Regions from separate parts of the Anas platyrhynchos genome. Here region 2 is linked to region 1. The links are chromatin contacts, called in public Hi-C maps. All regions are on one chromosome and are shown on one strand. Each heading gives the region's core, a stretch centred on a gene start, on an enhancer-like site or on the middle of the called end of the contact. The rest is flanking DNA. Distances are from core to core; before and after follow the strand shown.

Evidence for each region. A called contact is a pair of places that touch in the nucleus more often than the background predicts.
Region 2: a contact with region 1 is called in a Hi-C map of skeletal muscle, with 5 times the contacts expected there. The contact joins two enhancer-like sites. A contact is called at or near these places in 4 of 8 Hi-C or Micro-C datasets (F1 follicle, skeletal muscle and subcutaneous adipose tissue).

Annotation. Positions count from the first base shown.
Region 1 is chr5:8,861,782-8,864,368 of IASCAAS_PekinDuck_T2T, forward strand. The region is part of intron 1 of GPR132 (G protein-coupled receptor 132); the gene reads left to right. Among named protein-coding and RNA genes, the nearest start is that of CDCA4, 17 kb to the right of the region's middle. Within about 2 kb of position 1,295, at least 2 of the 8 cell types and tissues checked have an H3K27ac peak or open chromatin away from gene starts, as enhancers often do.
Region 2 is chr5:9,048,620-9,051,206 of IASCAAS_PekinDuck_T2T, forward strand. It overlaps AHNAK2 (AHNAK nucleoprotein 2), which reads left to right. Exons shown (of 7, transcript XM_072038223.1): 7 at 1-423. Among named protein-coding and RNA genes, the nearest start is that of PLD4, 19 kb to the right of the region's middle. Within about 2 kb of position 1,297, at least 2 of the 8 cell types and tissues checked have an H3K27ac peak or open chromatin away from gene starts, as enhancers often do.

The sequences.
Region 1 (2,587 bases), core at 45-2,544:
ACACATGCACAGACATCATGGGGGACACGGGAGGAGGCCAGAGGCCCAAAAGCCCTGAGGAGCTGGGCCTGGAGAAGCTGAGGAGCAGAGCAGGAAGGGAGGGGGCAAAGGAAGGTGGCATGCGAAAGAAACATTGGGAACTGTGTGTCTACAGAATAAGTCCCCTTTGGGAACATGTGTCTACAGAATGGCTTCTACCACTTCCTTCCTGCTCTGCACCATCGCTGGCTGCTTGCTGGTGAGGCAGGTACCTCAGGGGGAAGCATGCCTTCGCACAACGAGTGGCGAGCAACAGGCGTAGGCAGTGCAAAAAGAAGAATTCGCAGACAAACAGGGCCAAGAAGCACATGAAGCCCTGGGGGAGGGGAGGAGAGTGCACCTTCAACCACTCGGAGAGGTTTTGTGCACTATGGTGTTGTTGCTCATGGCTGAGACAGCGTGCGACTGTGCCACGTCCCCGCCTCAGCTGCCGCTGCCTCCATCACCTCCATCACCTGTTTCATTCACCTGCTGTGCTTCACAGCTCTGTCTCCAAGGCACCTTTGTGTTACACAGGTTCCTGGTGGTCTCACATCACTCAGACGCAAGGAGAGGACGAGCTCTCCTATGCCATGCTCTGGGTGAGGTCTGGCACAGAATCTCTGTTGACCCAGAAATCAAACGCTGCCTTTATCCCCCCTCCACCACTGTTTGGTTGGTGGCCTGCAGAAGGCCTCATCTCATTGACCCAAGGTGGCAGGTGCCCACAGGCAGAAAGAAATGAATGTCACTCCTTATCACAACTATCACATTTCTAAATAAATACCAGCTATGACTACACTTTCACTACTAGAAAAAAAAAAAAAAAAAAAAAAAAAAAAAAAAAAGGAAGCAAATTCAAAAACATTGCAGCAGCCCTGCTGAGTCCTGTGCCGTCTTCCCCCCACATAGTAGTGAGGATCCTCTTCTTCAGTCATCCTGAAGCTGGGACATTTGAAACTAAAGGAAGCTTCAGATCCTCCTAGAGAGGACCTGAACATATCCATTGGACACCAGATGGTCCAGCTCTCAGATGAGGAGACGTGTCCCTCTGGCACTTGGCTGGATCAAGGCATTGTGGCCTGACTAACACAGTGACCACTGCCTGCTAACCTCTAAAAGTTTCAGCATGCAAGCGGAGCATGGTTTGCCGCAGAGGGAAGTGGAAGGTAGACACTGAGCAGGTCACACCCTACAGTGTACTTCTTCCACACCAGCAGCACTTTCTCAGTTCCTGTGTCTACAGAATCCCCATTCCAAGTGTCACCCTGAGGAACAGCTTTCTGTGCCACTGTTGCTGGGGATGGCAGGTACCGCTGCCACTGCCCCGCCTGCTTGCTTACCAAGACTGGAAATGCATCTTCAATACGAAGCTGCTGTCACTGGGGCTCTGACTGTGTTTGTGTACTTGCTGCACATGAACACATTTTGGCATGGGCCAGGAGGACTTGGTCTTTATGGCTGTGGCTAGCACATCACTGCTGTGAGGATTTTGCAGCCTAACGCAGCCTTCGTCCATTTCCTCATACCATCCTTATCTGCATTAACTGAACTAGGTCTGGGGACTGAATGTTCCTCAGGCTATCTTGAATGATAGGTGCTCTGTTAGGCATTCAGGCAGAGCTGCTTATGCAGCCCCGGGGAGAGGAGGGAACGGCCCCACCAGCTCGCCCACCCTCCCAGAGATGTAGGAGACAATGCAGGTCCTCACTGCCCTGGGAGCAAACTGCTTCCCCCTATGTCTGCTTGAGATTGGCCCAAACCAACAAAAAATAAATGTTCATAGGCTGACACAAGCTACTTTCTCCTCTGCATGAACACAAGGTTAAAGAAATTGCTCGTGCACAGTGAGGATGAAGGCTCATACTCCACCTCTGTGTGAAGGGACTCAACTCTACCAACACATCTCACCGTGGCAGTTAGCTGACTGTTCCCTGGAGCAGGTGTCCACCTGAGTGCCCAAAAATTAGGCCAGACAAGATCTCTTCTTATTAAATGTCTTGCACCACAGGCAACTTCAACTCATAAATACAGGAAAGTACAAGTTTTAAGAGAATACAACACCATTACAGCACATTCACCTCCATGTTCCTCTCTTCACTTGGTAGATTTCCTTGTGGAAGTCGTGTGACTTTGCAATTAGTGCTTCTCCTAGCACTACATAACACTAACCAAATGCCAAGTCTGCTCTTGTGTATGGTTGCCTTGGAAAGGTGGAGTTTTTGTAACCACTCCTTTTCAAGGAGCATTAATTTTCTTCACCACCGTTTCTTAAAAGCATACATATTCTTCTCTTCAATCTTGTTTACTTCCTTTCACTACACATTTCCTGTTGTTTCCCAGAGGTATCAAACAGATGTGGCAGGCAGTTTTGCTGACTTGCTATGGTGAATGTTACATAGCACTACAAGTTTTTGCTCCTCATCTACAGTTATTCACTGAGAGAGGTGTGAATTATCTAGATCTGAACCACTGTGCTTTATTACAGTGTGGAAGTGCATGCCAGTATCCAGATTCTAGTTCCTGTATGCTGGGTAGTCTCTGATACATTAAGTGCCCTCAACCAATT
Region 2 (2,587 bases), core at 47-2,546, 190 kb after region 1:
CTTCCTCTCTTCTCATTTTTGATTACTGTGGTGGGTCATATTTAGCCTTAAAAGGTCAAAAATAAATCAATAAATAAATAAATTCAAGACCAAAAAAATATTTCACATTTTAAGGTACCAAAATAAAACATGGTGGTAAAGAATAATTATAAAAATTTGGATAAATAAATTTTTATGTGTATATTTACTGGATAGATAAATGCACAGAATGATCTGCCACACTTTGGTGGAATTGCTTCAAAGATTTTCTGGGAAAGGAGATGTATATAATTATTTACCTCTGTTTATATTAATGCTTCTCTAAAGTGCACAGCCAAAACCAGAGTGCATATGTGACAGCCTTCATATGTATCATTAAAACACTGTCTGTATTCTTAATTCACAATAAACTCACCATATGAAAAATAAAACAAGTACCATGAATTACTGATAGTGCCATTAGCATTTTCTAGTTCTGAAAACTGCAGCTGAAAACCCCAGGTTTGATTTGCAGGTTTGATTGTATCCCACTCTATGCTCCTCAGTGACTGCTTAATGGCAGTACAGTTTCTAAATATGATGGCAGTGGTTACAAATTAATCTGAGACTTTTCACCCATTACAATCCCAAGTTTTACAATTTGCATGTGCAGTCATGCATCTTTATTTTTTTTCATCCTGTCTTTTCTCATCCTTTTCTCATCCTGTCTTATCTATCTCTATATTCTACTTCATACAGGGAATGCAGACATAGCAAAACATTCAGAAATTGAGTTATCATGGAAGTGTACTTGTTTGTGTAACCATTTGTAGCTCAAGATATTCTCCATGTCTGCATCTTCATGGTAGTCTTAAATATTCTACAGACCTTCTGGAAGCCTGTGTTCCTCATATTATCTCTGAAGAGACTGTTGACATAAGTAGTAGGCCTGTATGTGGATCATGCAGCATTTCCCCAAAGTTTCTCTAAGTTTATGTGTCATTGTTGAAAAGACTCGAAGTTACCACATCAGACAACATATACGAGGACTGAAGAAGAGCATTGTGATCACGCCAGAAAAACTGAGACCAGAAAAACGTAATATACGTAATAAAGGACATCCCATTGTAACAGCAGTTCTCATCTGCCTGAAAGGCAGCCTTCACGTAAAAAGTTTCTCAGGTAGTGTCCCTTAACTTAGGCACACAGAAAGAAATCCACCTTGACAGTACCACCTCTAGGAGTCTGTCATGATGGTGAAAGAATGAGGTCAATTAAAACTGAGCTCTGAGACAGCAATGACCACAGAGCAATACTCTCTATTATGTTATTAAAAGTTGAATGAAGTAGATGAGGAAAGAACAATAGAGAAAAGAAGCAGCAATAAAACCTTTCTCCAATAGGCTACTGTCAGCTTGGTGAAAGTGAAGGTTAGGAAAAAAACAACCATGTTAACAAAGTATTTCCCAATGGTCTGAGTGCAGGAATAGCTAAGGACAGAGCTTAAAAGAGTGCAAGGAGCACAGACATAAGTCTGCAAAACACTGACATCTTGTCAACAGGCTCCTGTGTTTCTGACCCCACCTATTTTTTGACTCTCAGGCTGTTTCCTTAACTATGGTAGGTTTCTTGGGATACTGCTGTTCATTTTTTAATGCTGGAAAATTGGGCTGTTCAGCTAAACATCTATGTGCAGTCTCCAGCCACACAAACCTAGAACTACAATTTGGCATGGAAAGGGAGCTATAAATACATTAAAAAGAAGCACATGTATGTCGCCGTTCCTTCTCTCCCACCCCAGTATCCTTCATTGTTGGGACATAAATACATGACTATTAGCTGGCTATTTTGCTGTTATATTTCCTAGAAACATAGAATCACAGAATGGTTTGGGTTGGAATGGACCTTAAAGATCACCCAGTTCCAACCCCGTGCCGTGGGCAGGGACACCTCCCACCAGACCAGGCTGCCCAAAGCCCCATCCAGCCTGGCTGTGAGCACATCTAGGGATGGGGCATCCACAGCTTCTCTGAGCAACCTGTGCCAGTGCCTCACCACCCTCTGAGTGAAGAATTTCCTCCTAACCTCTAGACTAAATTCCTCACTTTTAGTTTAAAACCACTCCCCCTTCTCCTATCACTACCTGCCCGTGTAAAAAAGTCACCCTGCATCTTTTTCATGTCTCCTATTTGAAGTATGACCTCTGATATCCCAAAGGCAAGACAGCCAAAGTTAATCCTGAATGAGAAAACAGAGGCCAAGGAGCCAGTGCCCCTGATGAAAGAGCTAGCAGTTGTTGAAAAATTTATAACTATCAAAAAATTAGGATCAGAAACAGATAATAGAAAAGCTTTGGGATGAAGCTGATGTCTAATGCATGAGTTCAGGTAACTTTGTTGTCTTGTCCAAACGCATAAAGCTATGGAGCCTGCTAGGTACTGCATGGCTATCATCTGCATGGCTGTCAGCAGTGCTATAGCCACAAGGCCTTGCACCGAGCCAAGTGTCCTCAGAAACTTGCTGGGACAGCAGGGCAGAAGCTCTACACGAAATCCTCTCAAATAAAGGCAGGTCAGTTAGCTAAAGATGTACTTCATCACAGGTAGGTGAGAGGACCTGGGTCTAGCAG